3 separate regions of the Mus musculus genome follow, and regions 1 and 3 are each linked to region 2. Evidence: chromatin contacts called from public HiChIP or PLAC-seq and promoter capture Hi-C data. All regions are on one chromosome and are shown on one strand. The core of a region is the stretch at or near the end of the contact, and the rest is flanking DNA. Distances in the headings are between cores, read along the strand shown.

Region 1 (4,671 bases), core at 867-3,366, 330 kb after region 2:
AAATATACATGTGTATTATATTTCCCAGCTAATTCATTTTGTTTGAACCTACCATTGGCTCACCAGAGGATCTGCTCTTTTCTTTGTCTTTGAAAGAGAATGGTTTTTTGCAGTCTTTACCTAAGTGGGTTTCTTTATATGCCGTCTGTAATAACGGCTTGCGAACCACTAGAGGGCAGCAGAAAACACCATCTGCTATTAAGACCAAGGACAGTCAGGGACTGACACAGTTGTTCTCAGAGGACATTGCACCTCCTGGTTAGGAACTAACAGTCACTTTCTTTGTGCAGCCTGGAATTCATTCTTACTTTCCCACAGATTCAAATGAATGCTACAAAACTTGTGCTCATTATGAGATATCAAATCTACTCTTATACACCTTGTTTATAAATTCTGACCAGGTATTCCCTGCTTATTTGTAAGGAGGTGAGTAACTTTAGTAGAATAAGCAATCTGTGATGGAAGCTATAACACAGCGGGGGAGTAAGCAAAGTTCTACCTCCTTATTGAAAGCTATCAAGTAAAAGCAAGAATATAGTGCTTAAGGAGTTATTTTTCCATTAATTAAGTTGTGTATTTACTTTTCATCCCAAATCGCTGCCCCCTTACATAAACACTCCCTCCATCCCCCTTCCTTTCTCCTCTGAGAGGGTGGAGGCCCCATTGGGTATCTATCCCCCCATCCTGGCACATCAAGTTCCTTCAGGACTAGGTACATCATCTCCCAATGGGGCCAGACAAGGCAATCCAGTTAGGTGAACAGGATCCACAGGCAGGCAACAGATTTAGGAACAGCCTCACTCCAGTTGTTGGGAGACCCACATGAAGACTGAACTATGCATCTGCTACATATGTATGGAGGGCTTAAGTCCCCCCGACATGGTCAGTGTTTCTGTCTCGGAAAGACCTCAATGGTCCAGGTTAGTTGACCCTATCAATCACTCCTGTGGAGTTTCTATCCCTTCCAGATACATAAGTGATCCCCAAAACTCTATCAAAGAATAGCTGTAGCTGAAAAACACCTTCAGCAAAGTGTCTGGATACAAAATTAACTAGAAAAAAACCCCAGTAGTTCTCCTTTATACAAGCAATAAAAAGGCTAGGAAAGAAATCAGGGAAACAACATATTACATAATAATCATAAATAATATAAAATATCTTGGTGTGACTCTAACGAAGCAAGTGAAAGACCTGTCTGACAAGAACTTCTAGTGCCTGAAGAAAGAAACTGAGAACGTTAGAGTAATTTTAAAGTTTTAATTTACATTAAATTTGAATTTCTCTCATATTAAAAAAGAAATAATACAGTGATGTGGACCAATATTGAAGAAAACATTGATAGAGAAGAAAATTCCTGAGCCCAGTTACACTGTGGTCCTTTCCCCAGCGTCTTCACAACTTGGTTATTTGGACTCAGGTTTCTACTGAGTAAAATGGGAGCTGATTGAGATACTTCCAACAGTTAAACCATGATCTACAGCAACAACAGTGCTATGATAAAAGGTCTGTGTGCTCAGGTAGTGAAGTTGGTCTTGACCTTTTAGGAAAAACATCTAAAAATTTGACTGTAGTAACTTTAATAGTCCGAGTGCGAAGATCTGAAAAATAACTCATAAGAAATAAAGAAATCTAAGGGCAAACGTGGTGTCTATTCTGCTAGCTTGTGAGTCCTGGGACTCTTTTGTCTCTGCTTTCCACCTCTCCGTAGAAGCACTGAGATTATAGATGTGCATTACCTCATCTGTCTTTTATATGGATTCTGGGGTTTCAAACTTCTGTTCCCTCTCTGGTACAGGAAGCAAGTACCCACGGAACCATCTTTGCAGAGCCTCCATGCCCATTACTGCAGCGGTAAGGATCACAAGTGCCCATCAGGCGGTTTTGGATCATCGAAGGGAAGAGATAGAAAAGGAAGATTTTAATTTATAAAGCAGATTCCTCAAAACTTGCTAAGAGTTTCCCTCTGTGACTGTCTACCTGACACAGACAGACTTTAGCAAAATCACCCATCCCCATAAAGAAAACACAGCTTTAAAACCCTGCAGTACTGCAGGGCCTGAGCTGGCTTTGTGATGACGCACTGTGCAGGGTGTGAGTACAAATCAAAGAACTGAGAGTTCTTTAATTTTCACCTCAGCATGTGCCAAGCTGGCTACTGAGTCCTCTCCTCCCTTGGCAGTGCTGCAGTGCCAGAGCACACACCAGAAGCCATGATGAATGTGTCCTAGATTCTAGGACAAGGTGAGGACAAGGTCAGAAGAAAAAATCAAGTCTGACTGGGTGTATACAGTTTGAGTTCAGCATATGACAAGAGACCTAACTGACCCCTTTTCTTTTTGCCTATTATTTAAAAATTCCAAACATGTATATAATATATATTGGTCACACCCCCCATTCCCTCCCACTAGCTCCCTGAATGTATCCCCCTCTTCTTCCCCCAAAGTTCATGTATCATCTCACTTCCTTTTAAGTGTGTTATGAGTGTTTGCCTGCAAGAATCCCCTGCTTGTCAGGAGCCCATAGAGGTCAGAAAAATGTTTCTGATCTCCTAGAGTTGCAGACAGACAGACAGCTGTGGCCCTCCATGTGTTGCGAAGCAAACATAGGTTCACTGCAAGACAAATAGTATATACTAGTTGGTTATTTCTCCAGTTCATCATCACCATCATCTGGGTCACCATCATCATCATCAGTTTTACAATCTAGTATCTTTGAGTGTTTCAAAGAGGTTTCTGAGTTGTGCAATGATATTTTAAGAAAACATGTATACGTTGGTTTTGTTACATTTTAAATATAGAGAAAATTTAAATAAGTTAATATCCAGTCTTATTACAAATGAAATTATCTACAATAATTTCATCTCCACCTAATAATATTGGTTTCATTAGAAAACTGAAAGTGTATTCCCTCCAAATAAAGTCTACTAAAAATAGAATGATGTGAATTTTTGAAAATCAAAAATCCCTAGTAGTCATTCAAGAAAAGAAAAAATTAAAATAGGATAAGTAATTGAATAATGTATTGTTATTAAACACAGCACAATTAAAACATTATCGCTCCAATGTCCAGCATTTTAAAATTGTTAGCTTCAGAAGTTGTGTTCCAGAGGCAGCCACAGTTATACCTCATGTTGGCAGCCAAGCTTGGTAGTGTAAGAATCACCAAGTGGTAATGGCTTTGAAAGAATGAAGTAGTTATGGAGAGCAGGAGAGGCTTGTCTCTGAGAGGCCAGGAGAGGCCATTGGCCATGCAGTACAGCCTCATAGCAACTGAATGTCTAGTATTGAAGGGGCCGGGCAGAGACATTGAGGCTTGGCATAATTAAGAATATTTCTGACAGTGCAGCCAAGTTGCAGAAGAAGACCCCAGCATTTTGGAGATGCGAGTACCCTGGAATGACCCCTAAGGACAGCAACAGCCTTAAAGTCGAACCTACCTGAGCTTAGAGGAGAAGCTGTGTGTGCTACAGAGGGCAGAGATGGGGAAGTGACCCAAGCCTTTTGGAAGAGCCCAGAAGATAGTGCATGAATCTCAGATAATCAGGCATTGAGATATTTATACTTCATAGGAACACTCTGTTTAGTTGTTCACATGTACATCCTCATTATTTTATTCATGATGGAATGGAATACATGGACTTTAGTAGGGATGCCAAGATCAAAACAAAAGTGAGTGGTAAAACCAATGTCTATACCTGAAACCCAGTGTGCTAAAGCCCCACAAATCATAATGTAAATCAACAGTATCTTCTAGATGTGGCTAAATCAGATGTTAAAAAGGTTGTGCATCTCTACTCAGGCAAGTGGAGGTTTTTTAACAAATATGGCAGGTGGATTTTCCCTAAGTTTCCACTGCTGCTGCCTCTGCCATTACAACCCTCTTCCTCCTCCCTACCCCCTCCTTCATGCCATTCCTTTCTTTTCTGCTCCCTTCTCCTCCTCTTTAGCTCTGCCCCCTCTACCCCCTCCCTTCCTCTTCTCTTCTTTCCTTCCATTTTTGGTTAAGGTTTTTATTTTAGCTCACATATTGAGATATAGCCCACCATAGCGTTGAAGTCACGGCAGCAGGACTTTAAAACCCTGGGATAATTTGCACCTCCTGTCAGGAAGCAGAAAGATGAGAATGTTGCTGTTCAGCTTTCTGGTTCTATTCTTATAATTATCTTTCATTTATCCATTGACAATCTCATACATGCATACAGCGTGTCTTAATCATATCTACCTCTATTTCACCCTCCCTTCCCTTTCCACCCCAAGCATGTCCCCTCTAACTTTCATGTTCTCTTTTGAATTTATTTTGTTGTGACCCGCTGAGTTCCGTGAGAGCTGCCTGCTGGGATGTTGACTTGGCCTTGTCTAGGTGTTGTGTAAGTCATCATAACGATGGTGAGCTCATGAGTGCAATGATCATTTCATGTGCTAAAGACAGCGTTTCCCTCTATTCCTTCCTACCCTCTGGCTCTTCCTGCCTGGCTCCTCTCTCACAACCTCCTCTGAGCCTTGGAGAGTGAGCGAGATGAAATAGATGTCACATTTAGTGCTGCGCTATCAACAGTCCATTATAACAGCACCTTGATAAGAGCTATGAGTCTCTGTGCAGCTTCCCACAGCAAAAGAGGTTCCTTTGCCCAAGACTGGAAGTACCTCTAATCTATGGGTATAAACAGAATTA
Region 2 (4,923 bases), core at 390-2,889:
CATTTCCTCGGGACTGGTAAATAAATAGGAAGTGACTACTAGTATTAGATAGATTAATTGCAGGTTACAATCTTCGCTAAATGCTAATGAATGATAGGGGCATCAATTTAATTGGATTTACTAGAAACTGACATTCTGTTACAGATGCCTACATTTTGAGGGAGGGAAGTGCTTAGGTTTGACAAGCATGACAGGCTACTTTGATAGCCTACCACTGAGGCAGACCCTCAGCCTCAAACTGGTCCTTGAAGTGTATTACAGAGATGGGCATAATGTGATAAACACGGGAACAAGAGTTGGATGCAGCATTGGCACAGTCAGACCTTGTGACGCTTACGACAGAAAACCAAAATCTAAAGAGAGCCAAGCTCTGAAGTCGCTCTTTGGCTTGCAACTTAGAAACCAAATATTGAAGACAGGATCCTACAGAGAGGGGTGTTTCAATACTGGAGCCCAAAGTTGACAGATGACCTACAACACACTAACAGTGAAGCAAGAACTCCTCCCACGTCATGCCAGATCTTGTGAGAACCAGCAAGGGCTAGGCAGCAGCATAATCAAAACCAAATGCTTTGCAGCGTTTTACCTGAAAGGAAGTTCTCTTGGTAGCCTTTGGACTCTTGGTGTACGCCAAAGTTGTGCTGAAGATTTCATCGGACATGGTGTGTCCTTTTTCTCTGCTTTTATACAACAGTTAATAAATTACTGAAATAATTCATTCAACCTCTGATGGTGGCTGAAATATACATATAAATATTTTAAAGAATTAGACGTTTTTACATGATCAAGACACTGTTCCTGGGATTAGTGCCCCACAACCCCGCTCCAAAGAGAAATCGCTCTAATCATTGTACAATATATTCACCTAAAAACGTTAAGAGCGTTTTATGTTAAGTACATAAAAATTTCACAACAAATTGGTTTTCACGAAAAGAAAATCCATGAGGAAGTTATTACTGTTCTACATCCACTAGAAGGATGAATGAACTACATAATAACAAAATGTTGCCAAACAATTTCACTTTCCATTATTAAAAACACACAGCATTGCGGACGCCACCACGACTTAGTTCAAGCTGCAACCAAGAGGACTGTCAAGGTTCCCAGCCCCGGAAATGGCTTGCACATAACAGTATTCAAAACGATGCTTAACCACAAGCAGCAGCGACATTTTCCCAAACCATTCGTTTGCTGTTACACACACATCTCCACACTAAGTTGCAGCACATCAGGCTTCCAGCGCGCGACGTCGGAGGCCCATTTGGATCGCCGGCCACCGCCCAGAGCTCCCCGGGCTGGCCAGGCGGCGTCCGCATCCCAGCTCCGCGCGGCTCCCGGCCCAGCACGCGCCAGGGCCCCGCACACCCAGCACGGTCCCCTCCGTTCCTCCACGTACCACGGCCCGCGCCTCCTGCATCCACCCCGCTCCCCGTGCACCCGGGCCCCTGTGACCACCTGAGAACCCAGCGGCTATGCTCTAGCACAGGTGTCGCCCCCGGCCCGGGCCTCGCGGTCTGGGAAACCAGGTATTGGAATAACCTGGAGGCGGGGCAAAAGATGGAGGCAGAAGGCGGTTGCTAGGCAACAGCGTCCCCGGGAGGAAGTGACTTCCAACCGCCTGGTCTCTTGGGTACCCAACACCGCCTTTCCGCCGGCGTCGCTGGGACAACCGCACAGACCAAGGAAGTGACATCACTGGTGGAGGTGTTGGGAGCGCGGTGCCCTATCAGCTTGTGTGCAATGGCTGTTACCTAGGAAACAAGACCGGCCCTCTGCCATCACGCCACAAGGAACCTTGATTGCCCCTGCTCAGAGTCCTTGTTTATAGGCAGGTATTGCGTGACCACGATGCAAAGCTTCCTTTTGCTAGTTAGAACGTGGAATGCGTGAGTCAGTGCAGTGTCAGCGGACTCAACAGAACGACGTAGTAGTGACGTTTGCAATCGTCGGAGTTAAACTGCACGTTTGATTCTTGGAATATGCAAAATAAGATCTCTATGATTTGATAAGAAACTAATAAGACTGTCTCCTTAAAGGATTGCAGTGAATACCGAATACAATATATAGCGAAATATTGGGAAATGTTTAGAATCGCATTCAGTTAATATTACATAGGAGCGTTTCTTGTAAGTAATGCAGTTGGGGGGGGGGGGGCGGAGGAGGAGGAGGCAGAGAGTAGGGGTAGGGGTGTGTGTGCTAAAGTATCCCATAAGCACACACAGCCCAGAGCCTGTTTTACATCTTTGGTGAAAAGTTTACCCTTTCTATATTTAGTAGATAATCTGGTTAAAAAGAAGTCAGCAAATAAAACACAGGGGAGAAGGCTGGAAAAAGTACTGCTGACAGTATCACTATCTTTGCCATTTAATAATTTATTAATACACAAAACACTTAAACTTTTAAAGTTACACAGACTTCATCTATTTTTAACTTGAAAAAGGTATGTCGAAATCAATTCATTAACAAGTGACTAAACTTGTTTCTGTATCTCCACAATGTTTCTTTTAAAAAATAACCCTGACAAATAGATCTTTAAATACACAAAAACAAATATGAAGTTCAGTGAGAAAAAGGTTTCTAAGTAATATTTGCAATAACTCCTTTAAAAAGCCTAGTTTAAGTTTTTCAACTTGTTCTTGGTTGGTAAATTTGTTTTGGCTAATTATGTTGTTTTTAACTATTTTTAAGTGAATATCTGCATAAGGAAAAGATTTTCTATTTTCACCAGTTACTGTTAGCTTTTCTATCCTACATTTTATTAACATCTATGATTCTGATAAAGGCCCTGTACCCACGGCGGGTACCCAAATGGGAAGAACTAATTTTTAGATAATGTGTAAGGGCTCTATTCATTTGGTATTCATTTAACTGATATAACTTTAATGTAGGCATGACTTACAAAAATAAACTTACAACAACATCAATGATAGAGAACACTGAGTTCCCAGCTACCAATAGGGCCGGGTTGCACACAATGGGAATGGGTTTCGGATGGTTGTTTGCCACAAGCACAAAGTGAGAGGCTCTAAAGAGAATTCTTTCTAGCAGCAATTCAGTTGTTACACATGTGAGTTTGAGTTGAGTACTAAGTATGGGAGAGAAGGCTGGACCTGAAGTCCAGTATATGGACCCACCTAACCATGGTTTTGAGTGGCTCAGCACAGGAACTGCTTTTAGTTAGTGCTCAAGATAATTTACTGTCAGTGATTCTTCAGGTTGCCTTTTGGTTTTGGTGTGTGTGTGTCTTTGTGTGTGTGCATGTGTGCACCTGCATGAGCACCTGTGCATGCCTGCATGTGTTTGGGCAGGATATAGGGTAGACGAAGACCCCTTTTCATATCACAAAGAAATTGAGATGTGACTTTTATTCAGCAGTTCCTAATCCTCGCTTAGCACAAAGTTAGTTGTTCTGTGGCTTGTGGTACAGGTTAGAGATCAGAAAAAATTGTTTAAAGGAACAAGGGTCTGTGCTCACAATCATCATGGGAGCAGTCTATGGGCACTGGATGGTATGCTGTAAGACATGAGTCCCCACAGCTCTTGCAGGTTGAAGGCTGAGTTCAGATACAAGTTGCAGAATTGTGGGGGGAAGGCACTGTGGCCAGGGAGAGACTCACAAAGGGGAACATCAGAGTCACAAGGAAAGCCACCTCATTGTAGTGATCTGTGGTGACTTAAGTGTATTTTTTTCTGTATGTGGGAAAAACTTAACATCACTATTTGAAAGAAATATCAACATTATCAAAATTAAAATGGAGTCACTTTGGTCAACCTTAAACTTAAAAGCAAATAATGAGCCAGGCAGTGGTGATGCACGCCTTTAATCCCAGCACTTGGGAGGCAGAGGCAGGCAGATTTCTGAGTTTGAGGCCAGCCGGGTCTACAGAGTGAGTTCCAGGACAGCCAGGGCTACACAAAGAAACCCTGTGTCAAAAAGACAAAACAAACAAAAAGCAAACAATGCTTTGATGTTGTGAAAGAAGGTGTCTGCATGGTTGACTGATACCACTAAAGATGGCCATAACCCTCTGCTTCAGATGTCACCCAGACCAGAAGTACTTCTGCAAGACATCTGCGGCCAGCACCTATCTGTTCAGACTGGAAATGACATCCCACTTTTTATTAACCAGAGACTGAAGATTATTGTTTCAAAATACCCCATTTGGGTCCTGTTCTCCAAGGTCCTTTCATGCGTCCATAATTTACATGTTCAGATCACAATGTTCTGCTGTTACTAAACAAGTCCTTTTTTAATTTTGGAGAATCTCTCTGTTTTGAGAAAAGCAAGTTGATAAATATAACTATGTACTTTTGCATGTTACATAAAGATATGTTTTATACAGCAAGAGAAACATGATTCTTTATTGTAAAATGGAACTCACTTTGAGCAAACTGTCTTTGTCATTAGGTTTATGTGCTAAGTCAGTAGTCACTACAGATGCTGTTCTTGTTAGAAACGTGGTCTGAGTGGATACTAGAACATTTGCTAACTCTATTGGGCCCACTATAATTCTTTCTGCTTTAGTAATTATTTATTTTAAACTTTATCTACCTTTGTGAAATATCTCCTTTTTGTATATTCACATTTTATAGGTGAGAAAATAAAGCAAACTTAGTTTTTCTCAGTATATTTATTTCAGTTATTAATGAACAGAGAAAAACTGGACCCAGTTAGGCTAATGTAGAACTGGTGCTCTTAACTAACAGTCTAAGTGGATAGCCCTGCCACCAGAGCTAATTCCTAACACCTGTAAAATATATTGCTTTATTTGTTTTTAATTAGATTGATTTTTACAGTATGTAGGAAATATCCCCTATGATTTTGGAGAAACCAACATAACCACAGGAATCTTCACAAAAGTGCAGGGTACCAGATGTGGCCATAGTGAAAACGGAGGTTGGAGAGACGCAGGACCATAGCCA
Region 3 (4,561 bases), core at 1,800-4,299, 440 kb before region 2:
ATTACATTCACTTCCTATGAAAGAGAGGAATCTTTCAGATAGTTATTTTGAATTCCTTGCCAGGTACTTTATAGATTTGCTTTGGTGTAATTTTTTTCTTTTGGTTCTTTGTTTTGTTCCTTTAGGAATGTCCTGGAGCTTAAATTATGTCTGAATAATTCCTCGATTGTTCATGATTCTGTGTTGCGGTCCTTCCCAGATGACTGAGCAGCGGAAGACGCAGGTGCCTTTCACCTCATAACCGGCTCCAGCAGAACATGCTTCTGATCTGTGAGTCTGCCCGGAGGTTCTGAGTGGCCTCGATGGTGGAGTCCATGGGCTGACTTGCTGAGACTTGCTGTTAGAGTCCTAAAGTGGGTTGGTCTGGTGTATGGGCCACTGGATTTATTTTTTTCCCCTGTCTACAAAGTGGGCTTAGAGCCAGATCTAATGGTATAGTAGTAGATTCTGACTCTGAAGGGATTAGATAGGCACTTAGTACATTGGGTATTTCTGGTGTGTGGATTTGAAGGAATGAGTAAGAATCCTGTGTCTCTGGGATCTTATCTTGGTCTGGGAGAACACTGGTGCCTGGGTCCATGGCCTGGCACAAAAACAGCTCTACAGTGAGGATTCTAGGTGCTGGCCTAGAAGCTGCTGTGTGTAGGCTTGGAAACTGGGGCTATCCTGGCTTCTGGATGCTATGGAGAGCCTGGAACCTGGGGCTCTGGTGCTCACCTGATCTGTGAGATTGTTTGTAATGGTGCTGGGATCTGTACTGAGGTCAGTCACAGGGTTTCTTCTCCTCTCAGCTCACAAAGGGTTTCTTTCTCTGTCCTGGGCTTTGTGGAGAAGTGACCTGTAATGTGAAACCTTTGCCCTAATTCTTCAATGCCTGGGTTTCTATTTCTATTTCTGTGTTTTCTTCGGTGCTTATTAGTCTCACTCTTAGAATCCTTAACTCTGAAAGTATTTTCACCTTAGATGATTATCCCTCTTGATGATCGTGTGGAAATGGGTACTGGGAGCTCCATCCTTCCTTTTTGCTCATGTCACCCTGTGAGTGCAATTGCTTTTATAAATGTATATCATTGCGCTGCCCGTGCTGATGTGAATGAGAGGTGTGCTGTGCTAGACCAGGCTCCATATTGAAAGCTCCCTCTCCCCTGCTCATGTTTCTGTTAGCCACAAAACACTTGTTGAAACTGGCCAAGTTGACCAGGGTAGAAGAAGGATTCTGTAGCTGAGTGTAGTTCCTTGTCCTCGAATTCTGTGTTTAAGAAACCTACCAGTTGCCTTCCCAAGGAGAAGAAGAAACATTGAGATTCTCCCCTTTAATAGCAACATGCTATTAGGTCATAGAGAAATGAGGGAAAGTAGGATTTTTTTCTCCATTTTAATATGCATTTCTAATAGGAAAAAGACAATTTAGTTAAGGCTTTTCAGCTGTTTTCACAAATGAATCTCCATTTTTATGTAAAATTTATTAATATAATAGGGTTTATTTTCCAAATGTTTTTAGAGTCTGAATTTTGATTTGTCTCATCTGCAGGTTTTCCAGGAGAAATAAAAAGGAGGACCTCACTGTTTACAGATTAAAGGTGTTTATCTTTTGTTATTGGTTATAAGAACAGTGTAGGTTCAGAGTGGAAAGGACATGTGTTGACTTATGAGAGAATTGGAAAGAGAGATAAAGTTTAAATTGTGTTCCCAATAAAGCTGCTCTTTTTGTCACATTCAATCTTTATGCATTTGAACCCACTATGGATTTGTTTCCCATTGGCATGGAATAAATTGATTTTGGACACTTGTCTCTGTTTATTCTCCCCGGACATTATATTATTCCTGAAGAGCACTCATAGTATGATGCATAAAATGAGATTTTTGTATTGAAATAAAGGAAGATTAGACTTTTATGTCACCCAGTAATCACACCCCATTTTCCTTTATTAAGAAAAAATACATCCACAAATGTCTGATTTATTCTCCCCACTGTTCTAAGCAACATGTCCTACAGGTTGTGACCTTTTCTCTGTGGAATGGGATGGTAAGACACAGGCTGTGCTTCCAGCACAGCACAGATTGTGAAACTGTCCTTCCTCCCCAGCTCTTCAATGCCTGGCTCCCTATTTCTTTCTTTGCTCGGATACCTAGTCTCTCCTAGACTGCTTCACTCGTGTATTTCCATGCATGAATGGCTATTCATGTGGATGCTTGTGTGTAAATGGGCACTGAGTATTTTCAGCCTGCTTCCTTCCTGATGTCACCCGGGAAACACAATTGCTTTTATAAAATTATAACGTTGATCTGCAGGTGCTAATGTGAGGGAGCCATGGGCTGTGCTAGACCAGGCTCCTTCTTACTTTAAAGCCTCTCTGCCTCTAGCGCCTGGTTTTGCTAAAGGTAGCCCCACAGCACTTGCTGAAACTGCCCAAGTTGACATCATATGAGGTTGTATTGAGCTGAGCAAGAGGAAAACAGAAAAATAGCAAGATTTAACTGTTCTGATGCTCAGAATTCATAGCAGAACCTGGGCTGATTTGAAACTTGGCCTGTGTTTCTATGTATGTGTTGTTCCATGCAAGTCTTTTTGAAGAACACATTTAACTTGCTCAAAAAGAGACATTCAACCTGGATCTTGATAATTATAAACTGACCTCATCAGTTAGGAAGTCCAAGCATAAAGTCTTCTTGGACTTGTAATATGAGATGTGAGTCCCAATTACTGTTGCTTTAAACTACATTGCCAAGAATGTAAGGGTGATCTAGCCGCAACATCTGTCATTCCCTTGACCACTAGGGTGACTCAGCTGACCTAGCTGGCTATCTTCTTCCTTCCCCAAAACTGTGCCCTAGGTCAAAGAGGATAACCTTCCTCAAATAAAGGAGAACTGTCCTTCTGTCAAGAGTCTATGAGTAGCTGTGTTTTTCTGTTAGAACCCCAAGCAAGTTACATTACCAAGAGAACTTAAAATGGAATAAAATAAAATAAAATTACTGCTAGGGTCTATGAATAATTACAACTCCAGTTCCTCTTCCTGCAGAGTGGGATAATGGGAAGGAAGAAAATGACTGGAGTTGTAAAGAAAAAAAATCTCTAAAAGTATCAGGGGTATGGGGAGACTGCTGTGCAAGTGAGGACCACAAACTCTAAAATCCAACAAAGGCTGCATCCTTTCCTTCCCAGTACACATGGTAGGAGAAAGCCACGTGAACTCACTCATCAGGGCACCAAGCCTTGTCAACTTTAGAGAAGGAAAATAACAAGAAATTGCCCTTTTTCAAAGAACTGATTTGCAAATGCTGGGATAGTCTGGGGTACCTCTTCACTAGCACTTCATTTTGCCTTTTTCCAAATGCCAGTTAGTTTGTTGTGTGCCTGGGACACTTAAGTGGTGGACAGGGTCAACTTTAACCCTGATATTGCACCCTTTCCTTCTTTCCTGTACACCCTGACCATTCCTGGGCATGGTTATTCCTTTTCCTAAAGCAGTAAAAACACAGGATAAATGTAGGATTGAAAGGATGAAACCTTACAAGTTTCTAATTAAATGAAGAAGAAAGAAGAGGAGGAGGAAGAGGAAGAGGAAGAGGAAGAGGAAGAGGAAGAAGAGGAGGAGGAGGAAGAGGAAGAGGAAGAAGAAGAAGAAGAGGAAGAAGAAGAGGAAGAGGACGACTAATCTATAAATGAAATTTCCTTATATCCTTCCCTAGATTCCCAAGTTTCTGAAAAGGATTTGGGTGTAAAACTTGAGCTAATACAGCCCTCATTTTTGTGTATCCTCTGCAGATACACAGAAAGGGCACAGGCGACATTTGCTATGGCTATGGGAAGTTGATTCAAACACACCATTTTACCTGAGTCTTAGCTTCTAATGTGTAAAATGATTGTAATTCATGATTTTGTTGTGAGGATTATTAGACTCAAAGATGTCTGTTGGATTGGGGATGTAGCTCAATTGATAAGAATGCTGACCTGGGATGTATGAAGCCCAGGATTTGCTCCCCAGCACTGCATGAACTAGGTATGGTGACACCTGCCTGTAATTCAGGAAACAGTCAGGAGATTCAGAAGTCCAAGGCTATTTCAGTGGCATGAAGCTAGGCTATGAGGTTCTGACTCAAAACAAAGAAGCAAATATGAACTGCAGTGCAGAATAAGATTGCTCAGGAGGAGTTTCTCTCTCTCTCTCTCTCTCTCTCTCTCTCTCTCTCTCACTCTCTCTCTCTCTCTCTCTTCTAATTAGAGGAATCTGTCTTTTCTTATTAAGCTATAATCTCTTCCCCTGGTCCTGGTTCTACTGGTTTTACTTGTTTGTTTATTGGATATTTTATTCATTTACATATTCCCTGACTCCCCTCTGAAAACTCCCTCCCCCTCCCCCTGCTTATATGAGGGTACTCCCCCACTCCCCCATCCTCTCCCACCTCACTGTCCTGGCAGTCCCCTACACTGGGGCATTGAGCCTTCACAGGACCAAGGGCCTCTTCTCCTATTGATGTCCGACAAGGCCATCCTCTGCTACATATGAGGCTGGAGCCATGGTTCATTCCATGTGTACTCTTTGTTTGGGGGGGTCTG

The links. Promoter capture Hi-C pulls out the DNA fragments that hold promoters and counts their contacts. HiChIP or PLAC-seq counts read pairs in DNA pulled down with a chosen protein or histone mark.
Region 1: a promoter capture Hi-C map of liver shows a contact between it and region 2, with 5 times the contacts expected there. The contact joins the enhancer-like site here to the promoter of Map9 in region 2. A contact is called at or near these places in 5 of 39 promoter capture datasets (cranial neural crest, embryonic stem cells, frontonasal cranial neural crest and 2 more), 1 of 15 datasets of contacts at CTCF or cohesin (CD8 T cells), 3 of 484 Hi-C or Micro-C datasets (the STO cell line, embryonic fibroblasts and liver), 14 of 115 datasets of contacts at active chromatin or transcription factors (the 230-238 cell line, craniofacial prominence, embryonic basal ganglia and 10 more) and 3 of 9 other capture datasets (adipose tissue, liver and pancreatic islet).
Region 3: a contact with region 2 is called in an H3K27ac HiChIP or PLAC-seq map of acute myeloid leukemia, with 5 times the contacts expected there. The contact joins the enhancer-like site here to the promoter of Map9 in region 2. A contact is called at or near these places in 2 of 39 promoter capture datasets (hippocampal neurons and liver), 1 of 15 datasets of contacts at CTCF or cohesin (pro-B cells), 3 of 484 Hi-C or Micro-C datasets (the HPC-5 cell line, granulocyte-monocyte progenitors and nephron progenitors) and 6 of 115 datasets of contacts at active chromatin or transcription factors (acute myeloid leukemia, bone marrow-derived dendritic cells, embryonic basal ganglia and 3 more).

What each region holds. Positions count from the first base shown.
Region 1 is chr3:82,024,941-82,029,611 of GRCm38.p6, reverse strand. No RefSeq gene overlaps it. Among named protein-coding and RNA genes, the nearest start is that of Asic5, 30 kb to the right of the region's middle. Within about 2 kb of position 2,116, at least 4 of the 459 cell types and tissues checked have an H3K27ac peak or open chromatin away from gene starts, as enhancers often do. A contact at or near this core is called in liver, where this site is marked.
Region 2 is chr3:82,354,788-82,359,710 of GRCm38.p6, reverse strand. Map9 (microtubule-associated protein 9) reads right to left here and starts at 1,639. Exons shown (of 14, transcript NM_001081230.1): 1 at 1,456-1,639; 2 at 587-736. The coding sequence starts at 661.
Region 3 is chr3:82,792,074-82,796,634 of GRCm38.p6, reverse strand. No RefSeq gene overlaps it. Among named protein-coding and RNA genes, the nearest start is that of Rbm46, 82 kb to the left of the region's middle. Within about 2 kb of position 3,049, at least 35 of the 459 cell types and tissues checked have an H3K27ac peak or open chromatin away from gene starts, as enhancers often do. A contact at or near this core is called in acute myeloid leukemia, where this site is marked.